2 separate regions of the Mus musculus genome follow, and region 1 is linked to region 2. Evidence: chromatin contacts called from public HiChIP or PLAC-seq data. All regions are on one chromosome and are shown on one strand. Each heading gives the region's core, a stretch centred on a gene start, on an enhancer-like site or on the middle of the called end of the contact. The rest is flanking DNA. Distances are from core to core; before and after follow the strand shown. Region 1 has its middle 11 kb from the start of 4930565D16Rik. Region 2 holds the start of Fhdc1 (FH2 domain containing 1).

What was found. HiChIP or PLAC-seq counts read pairs in DNA pulled down with a chosen protein or histone mark.
Region 1: a contact with region 2 is called in an H3K4me3 HiChIP or PLAC-seq map of bone marrow-derived macrophages, with 2.3 times the contacts expected there. The contact joins the enhancer-like site here to the promoter of Fhdc1 in region 2. A contact is called at or near these places in 5 of 39 promoter capture datasets (3T3-L1-derived adipocytes, fetal liver, liver and 1 more), 2 of 484 Hi-C or Micro-C datasets (Th1 cells and muscle stem cells), 5 of 115 datasets of contacts at active chromatin or transcription factors (CD8 T cells, bone marrow-derived macrophages, embryonic forebrain and 2 more) and 2 of 9 other capture datasets (adipose tissue and macrophages).

Annotation. Positions count from the first base shown.
Region 1 is chr3:84,388,576-84,392,697 of GRCm38.p6, reverse strand. No RefSeq gene overlaps it. Among named protein-coding and RNA genes, the nearest start is that of 4930565D16Rik, 11 kb to the right of the region's middle. Within about 2 kb of position 1,692, at least 8 of the 459 cell types and tissues checked have an H3K27ac peak or open chromatin away from gene starts, as enhancers often do. A contact at or near this core is called in bone marrow-derived macrophages, where this site is marked.
Region 2 is chr3:84,477,501-84,482,109 of GRCm38.p6, reverse strand. Fhdc1 (FH2 domain containing 1) reads left to right here and starts at 2,619. Exons shown (of 12, transcript NM_001205355.1): 1 at 2,619-2,761.

The DNA.
Region 1 (4,122 bases), core at 443-2,942, 88 kb after region 2:
GAACAGAGGCCTCCCCAGAGAAGATATTCCGAGGGCGAGTGAGCAGATGAAAAGAGACTTCATAGTCATATGTCATCAGGGAAAGAAAAATTAAATCAGCAAGATGCCACTGCATGCCTGTTAGAACGCTGACAACATTGGACATTGACAAGGATACTGAGCGACATCTTTATCATTCATTACTGTAGGGTTGTGAAAACGGGTTTGCTGCTGTTGTTTGTTCTCATGTAGCCCAGGCTGGCCTCAAACTTGCTATGTAGCTGAGGCTGTCCTTTAACTGATCCTCTTGCTTCCACTCTTAGTCCTCACCCAAGCGCCGTGATTGCAGGCATGTACCACCATGCCCAGCTAAGCACCATTATTTCAATAAACATGTGCAGGCCCCAGCAAGCAAGCCAAAGGGGCCACAGAATAAGCAGGAATGTGAAATGGTAGAACTGCTTCGGAAGGCAGTCTGACAGATTCTTTAAAAAGAAAAATAAATAAGTAAACATATTCTCATCGAATGATCTGGAAATCACACACCTTAGTTTTCACCCAAAGTAACTGAAGACTTAAGTTTACACCGAAACCTGCATGTGACATTTACAGGGCTCTATTTGCAGTTGTCAAAATGTGGCAGCAGCCATGACGTTCTCTGATAGGTAGATGGTGAAAGAAACTTTGGTACGCCCAGATGATGGATGGCTCTTCAAATGTCACAAGATATGAGGTTTTTATAACATGAAAGGACACAGAGACTTCCGAGCACACTCAGGGAAAGCAGCCATCACAGGATTTACATGCTGCAATCGCCCGTGACTTCAGTGAGCTGACATTTTGCACGTGACAAAATCATGAGGATGTCAGTGAACCTGTGGGTGTTAGGGCTGGACAGGAAAGAGGGAGCATGAGCAGATCACAGGGAGTGCAGACAGCAAAGCCACCATGCACGACAGATATCACAATGTCCAAACCTCAACACCAAAAGTAAGCCTTAAAAAGTGGTAACAACATTTCAACTGAGTGGTAACAACATCTCAACCTGGGTCCCTTAATTGTAACAGATATACAGTCCCACAGGAGATGTTGATGGGGAAGGTGTGCGTTTGTGGGAACAGGAGAAATGTGGGGGATATACCTTCTCCCAGTTTTGCTGTGAACCTCAAACAAAAATAATGGATTTTAAAAAATAATGAATTTTTTGAAAATTGTACTGTAATTTCAATTCTTGGTTATTTTTACTTTTTTTGGTGAGTGTGTGTCCAGGGGCACACTGGGTGTTAGAACTGTAGTCCTTGTAGTTTCTCTGCTTCCTCTACCCTGGGCTCCCACTATGATTTACTGCCTCACTGCAGAGACCCAAATGCAGTCAGGGAAATGACCAGGGACTGAAATGTGGAGAACTGTGAGCCAAAATAAACCTTTTTCTCTCTGATTGCCTCAGGCACTTTGTTACAGTAACAGAAAGCTGACTCACACAGTGCTTATAATAAAGCCCAGGAACTTGTCCTTGCCCTCTTCCAGTCCCCAATCCTGACCCTGCAGCCACCCCAGTAGCCACACCTCCCAAGTTCTGGACCAACTCCGGGGAATGGATTGGGATGACAAATCAGAGACCTACAATCAGTTGGCAGCACTGGTGTTCCTAGATGCCTTGACCTAGAACAAATTACTTCACTTCTTTAAGTCTGCACTTCCTCTTCTGTGTAATGAGGATAATAATAGTACTACTTCCTGCATGGAGAACTATTGCACGTTCGATAGGGAATGTGTGTCAAACTGTGCTCAGTTAGCTATTGATAATTATGGTTATGGTGAGCGTGGTGATGACTCACAGCCCCGCCCCTTAGGATGCTGTGAGGACTCCCTGTGGTAGTAGCCAGGGGAGATCCCAGCCATGGGTCCAGTGTGGATCCTTACAATGCCCACTGGCAGCCCAGGCCATCATATGTAATTAGCATCCTTGCTGATGTATGTATGTTTCTCCAGCTGATCTGAAAAGTTCAATGCCTTCCATGGCACTGTCTTACTGTATTTCTTTTCCTTAATCTGTAGCTTAAATGTATGTTGTTCCAAGTTGCATGGCTCTCTCACCAGACTCCCTCAGTCTGCCCACTGATGCCCCTGACCACCAGCTTGGCTCCAATAATGAGTGAAGTAGTGAGCATCAATCTTAGACAAGATGCTCGCCGCCTCCTGATCCCCACAGGCTCCCACCCCACTTGGAAACTCCGTGGAATTTGGTCATGTCTTTGGCCCAACCCTCACTGTGCTGGGTGGCATTTTACCTTGTAAACACTGCTACTGTTGCTGCAGAGCACCTCGGACATGGCCTCTGCAAACTGTGGCTCTGTGCCTGTGAAGACAATTGCCCAAGATGATGTGTACACACACACACACACACACACACACACACACACACACACACACACGAAGCTGAAAGTTACATACATAAAGCTAAAATTACATAGATAAAGCTAAAAGTTACATGCATGAAACTGAAAGTTACATGCATATAGCTGCATTTTTAAGCCCCACCCCATCCCTCCCCACACATATACATTTCCCTAGAAAAATTTCTCCATTCTTTCTCCTATAAGTTCCTGTGTATTGACAGAACTGAGACAGATTCCTAGCTCAAAGAATTGTGGAGTTTTGGTTGGTTCTTGATTTTTTTGTTTTGTTTTGTTTTGTTTCTGTTTTTGTTTTTTTTTTTTGTTTTGTTTTGTTTTGTTTTTTTCCAGGTGTGGTAGTGCATTCCTTTAATCTAAGCACTCAAGAAGCAGAAGCAGGCAACCTCTGTGAGTTCCAGGACACCCTGGTCTATGCAACAAGTTCCAGGCCAGCCAGAGCTACAGTGAGACCACATCTAAAAACCAAACAGTTCTAGTTTGCTTTTTATTGTGATAAACCTTCTAACTAAAAGCAACTTGGGAAGGAAAGGGTTATTTGCCTTACACTTGCACAGCACACTCCATGACTCGGACAAAGGAGGCCAGAAACTCAAGGCAGGAACCTGGAGGTGGAACTGAAGCCAGGGCTGTGGAGAAAGCTGCTCACTGGCAGCTCACTCAGTCTCCTGTACAACCCAGGACCACCTCCCCAGACAGCACCGCTTACTGTGGCTAGGCCCTGCTGAGTACCCCATAGCAACTGCTAACCAAGACGTCTTACCCACGGGCCAAGCCAATGGAAGCATTTTCTCAACTGAAGTTCACTCTTCCCACACGAGTCTAACTTGTGTCAAGTTGACAAAACAAAACAAAACAAAGAAAAAAAACCTAACCAGCACACAAATAAACAGAAACCAAAAGAATACTTTTGTTTTTAAATTTCCTGTCTCAAAGATTTGTCTAAAATGTTTATCATAGTTCTGTGTAAGATGTTTTATGAGATACACAGATTTCAATAACATAGCCCAGTGAGATTTTGTACTCCTCACTCACATGCACACACATGCTACACACATGCACACATATCTCCATTCACACACATGAGCTATGTACACCATCTTACAGCTCGGGTTGAGATACAAACCATTTCCAGCATTCCACAAGCTCCCCGCGGTTCCTTCTCTGTTAACATCAAGGTCACCTCACACACAACTTTAATAACTTAATCAACATGGGTTAGGTTTTTTTTTTTCCTGCTTTTAAAACCACAAGAGTAGAACCATGTAATACACACTTGTTAGTCATATGTTGTGACTTAGTACATGTCTCTGCAGGCCTTTGAGTTGTGGGTAGCAGTGAGTTTCAATTGCTGTATGTTAGTCAAGTGCATGAATTTTCCATTTTCAATTTCACTACTGATAGGCATTTGGGCAGTTTACAGCTTGGCGCTGCTTGGAAGTAACTTTTTCCAGACATTGGTGTACATGGTTTTTGTACACTCACTTCTCTGAGCTGTGTACCGAGCAGGAAACTGTATACCCAGCAACACAAATTGACAGCTCCCAGGGCACACCGGTTAGCCTTAGTAGATATTGCGAAACAGTGTTCCAAAAGGCTGTACTAACTTACACTCCCACCAGTAAGGTATGAGTGGACTATTACTCAATGTGGTTGTCAACACTTCCTCTTGTTACTCTTAATTTTAGTCATTTGGGTGGGCGTATAATCGTATTTCATTGTTATTTTA
Region 2 (4,609 bases), core at 1,370-3,869:
GCCAGAGGAGGAGGATGGGCCACAGGGCTTGACTCCTCCAAATCGGCCTTTTTCTTCTTGGAAATCTCACAGTGTTGCCAAGGCTGGCTCTGGACCTGCTCGTCTCAGCCGTCTGGGACCACAGACTGGAGCAGAAAGGGACTAGTCTTTCAGGGCATGTGTCCTACAGTGTGAGCGATGGAGGGAGGGGACCAATCTCAGACTAAAGAAGGGGACAGGGGGCTGGCTTGGTGACCCATGCAGATCTCTGTGATTGGAGGGCAGCCTGGTCTGCAGAGTGAGTTTAAGGACATCTAGGCCTAGAGGGAGAGAGACAGATCATGTTCCAAAGCACCAAAAATAATAAACAATAAAATAAAAAGGGAAAGGCCATGCTCACACTGAATACTCAATACTCTTTTACCTGAGTACCGATCAATATTCATTTGAACTAACTTGTGCTCCCAGCCTGAGACCTGCCTTGATATTTTCAGTGTTTGTGGGTTGTGAACTATATTAATGGCCAAAGAACCAAGATATAGGCTGCCACAGTTTTGGGGTCTTGAATACTGGGCTGGTTTGGACTAGTACTTCTCTTTTCCTATGCAAGACCCGCAGAAGGAGGCGAGGAATGATGCCCAGGACTTGAGGACCTGGTGGAGTGTCTGGAAGTCCTTAGACCCCAGAGCTTGGGAAAGGAAAGCTCTGGTCGGTTATCTGGGCGCACCCAGAAAAGGGTAGGATGACTTCATTCCCGCAGAGGGCGCTTCCCCACCCCGGCAGCTGAGGTGCCAGCAGCCGGTTTGTCCAGAGTAAGTTTTCTTTGACTACTCACTTCGCTCTCTGCCTGGCGTCTTCGCAAGTCACTTTGAAAAAAAAAAAAAAATTTATGCGATTAGACTGACTTCCCTGTTTCCTTCAGTGAGTGGGCGGGCTCTTTCCCAGTTCCCAGACAGAGCCCCTTCATTCAGTTCTGCTAGGCTTTTTTTTTTTTCTTCTTCTTTAATAAAGCTCAAAAGTTTGTTACCATCATTGAGACAAAAGAAAATAAAGGAGAGGAAGGGGAAGGGAGGGAAGGGGAAAGAAAGGGTGGGAAAACAAGTGGGAGAAGAGACGTGCTCCACAGGGGATCAGACCTCTACACCGCTCTGGACCTCCTGAGAAGCGCTAAGCTCCAAAGAGAAGCTGTGGAGTGGAGCGGAGGTGTGTGAATGTGTGTGTGTGATATAAAGGTGCATGCGTGCCTACGAATGTGCGTGGGGTGTTCTTGCGTGTGCGCGGGATAGGGTGTCCAGGAGACTGCCGCAGAGGTTCCTTTTGTGGAAGGCGGTGACCTGCTCAGTAGCGACCGTGGCGCCTCCCACTTCGCTCCATTAGGACACCAAGGCTCATCTTTTCCCTGCAGCAATTTCCATCGTCCTCTGTGGTTGCCCGCCCAGCCCCGAGCTGGTCTTCAGGTGCCAGGAGCAGCGTGCTGGGCGGCGGCTTTCGAGTCTCGGGAGCCCGGAGCTGGCGAGGGCGAGCTCAGTGGCGGTGCTGTTCGGGTTGAAGGGGGAGCGAGGGAAGCAGCAGAGCAGGAAAGGGCGTGCTGTCCTTTGCGGCCGGCTGGAGGAGCAGCCGGGTAGGCAGCATTGTTACCTGCAGCGGCCCCGCCCCTCCGCACCGCCCTGCCCCCTCACCGTCCCCGGCCTGCAGTCCTGCGGAGAGACGGCGGCGCCGGGACAGCGGGCGGAGGCTGCGCGGGCGCCGGGAGCGGGGGCGCGGTGAGTGCGGGACGACGGGAGCTAGGGCCCGGGCTGCCAGGCTGGGTTCGGGATGCTGGGCTGAGCAGCGGCGCGGGGAGGATGCGGTGAAGCGCGAGCTCTGTTCCGGATTCCGGGGACCTGATCCTGGAGCGCAGGCCCTGTGCCCCGAGGCGCATATGCGCCCGACTGGCTCGGCATCGGACCCTGAGCTCGGTGTAGCGCTGTCCGCGGGTGGGACCTCGGAGGTTTGATTAGCTTTCGTGGCACTTATGCGGGTCGCGCAGGTCACAGAAGTCCCTTTTAGCGAGGACTCGCTCCTGCTATAGTGATGTGGGGGTAGACTTCCAATGACTGCACACCTCCCTGGAAGTTCACCTCCGAAGTGGCGTCGGCGCTTGTGGAGTGGCGGGTTGGCAGTCACCCATGGTCCCCGAGCGTGACGGTTCCCCAGCCCCAGAGACTCCTTTTTGCGTTTCTGTCGCGGGTTCATTCCCCCTCTCTCGGTGCAAAACCGCAGTGCGGCCGAGAGCCCTTCTCCCAGGAGCCCACGCTGGGGACTACACGGTATCGCCGCAGCGGTGGTCCAAGCGGCTGGCGGCCACTGTTCCGTGAACCACGAGCTCCATAGAGAGCTGGGACCCCGGTTTGGGCGGGGAAGCTTGGACAGGACGAGCCACCCCCGGTCGGATAGGCACAGAAGAAGCCCCAGGGGTTTCGCGGCTGGCCTCCATGGCCTCTGAGATGGTCCGAGACTGGAGAGTGCGGGGCACTCATGGAAGCTGAGAGTCCATCCTTTCCCGGGAGGGTTGTCCCTACTGTCCCTGCTAGGGATCCTGCGTGGCGCGTGTGGGCGTCTCTTCGCCGCGGACGCGCGCCTTCCCGGCCCAGATAAGGCGGCCTCTGAGCTAGTGCGGGGACCGCCCATTCGAAGCTCGTCTGCTGTCCCGGGATCCTGGGCTGCGCAGCTGCGGGACGCTGGTAGCCTCGGGGGGCTTGGGCTAAGCGCCTCGGGAGCCGGCGGAGCCAAGGGCCTTTTGGTGAGTGGATTCGCCAAAGCGAGGGGCTAGAGACCGAAAGAGGTAGTGGGCAAGACTTGGGACTTCGTCCATCCTGACTGGAAAGAAATCTTTCTGGGTGCTCCCTCCCTCCCCTGTTCCGGGCGAGTTTCATAAAGACCTGGAGCTAGTGTTTAAAGAAATTCTACTTTGAGTTGGACACCCTGCGAGCACCCTCTTTAGTCCCCGTTGTCTTCCTGGAGCTTCTGTCTCTCCGAGAGCATCCTTCGGCTCTCCTGGGCCTATTCTTCCTGGTTTGGGAACTAGGGGAGAAGAGACTGGAAATGTGCTATCAGAAACAGGCAGCTGTGAATGTTTGTTTATGTGACGTGACAGATTAAACCTGCCGTCGTGGGTACTCTAGGCCGGCTGAAGGGCCAGGTAAGACTGCTGCTCGCAAACTGACTGTATTTCTTGATCAAGAAAGGGTTTGAAAAGACAGGTCGAGGTGGAGAGATGTTCCTTAAGGAGTGAGTAGAGAGAAGAGAATAGTATTAACGAAAGGCGGGAACTTCCCCCAGCCCTCTCTCTCTTTTCCCAACTAAGAATACTGTGTATGTAGCTTAGCCTCTTCCTCAGTTCCTCAGGTGGACGGGCTGCACTCCCAGCTCAGGCTCATCTGTGACACATGTCAAGAGGCAAGAGGAAAGCCATCTGGCTCTGTGTCACTTTTTATTACTGTTGAACAGAGCGTGCAGACCCTCCTTTGAGAAAGCTCTGGTTAGAGCTAGGGGCCACACAGCTCTTCCAGGAACCCTTAGGAATGGTCTTATTCTAACCCTGTGTGCTGGCTGATCATACGCTGAAGGTTAAGTTCTTGATCATAGCATCCCTCACTGAAATTGGAGTTAAAAGATGCTGAGCTGAGCAGCAGAGCAGCATCCCCAGCGGGAGGGACAGTAACCCCACCTCTGATGACCGGTGGTGGTTATCACTCAGCAGACTTGAAGATGGGTTCTGTCATCAGAAAGCCTATTGGTGACAGCTCTGCATTTAACGGCCTCCTCGCTGTAGGGGAGACGTTAAATACAAGCCTGCCTGTGTTTGTCTTAGGGAGATTGATGGGATAGTTGAAGGTTCCCAGACAGAATCGGGGCTGATTCCATTGTCTCTGCTGCCAACTGCCAACTGTGAGAGGCAGGGGACCATGTCATGTGTCGGGGTGTTTGCATCACCTGCATTTCTCTCGGTGTCTTTGAGATTGTGTGGAGTCATCTCTATTATGGAAAGTATGGTAGAATTATTTTTTTTTCCGAGTCCTCAACTTTAATACCACGTGTGACTGTAAAGAGATGGGATGCCATCTGTGCCCTTCTTTTCTTACCACCTCTTTAACGTTGGTAACCCTGCCTAGTGTTAGTAGTAAGGATGCAACAGGAACAAAAGCTCTTGCTGGTGAGCCAACTCTCTAGGTAGAGCTAGGATCTTTAACAATTATGGGAGGGGGTTGCCAGAGAAAGGGACCAGGGACAGAAAGCTACATCCCCCTTTGTTCCTTTAACTCCTTAAAGTGACTTTCTTCTCTCAGGCTGGGCAAGAGTCATAGAATCATATCAATGCAAGTTCATGTGTGTCTCTTCTTAACTTCTGCTAGCTCTTATCTGGTACTTCTACTGTGCACAGCACAGTACTCAAAAAACAAAAGTCTTAGTCCTTTGGGGTGTGGGTGTGAGAAGACAGTGACTGGGGATATCCCACTACCTTTGATGATTCAGTTTCTTCATTTAGTATTTCTACAAAGGCACTGAGGGGTTAAGGCTACGCCTACTGTAAGCACCAGAAACAGAGTGAAGTCTTACTTTCCAGACCAGTTTTTAGTTTACCCTCTTT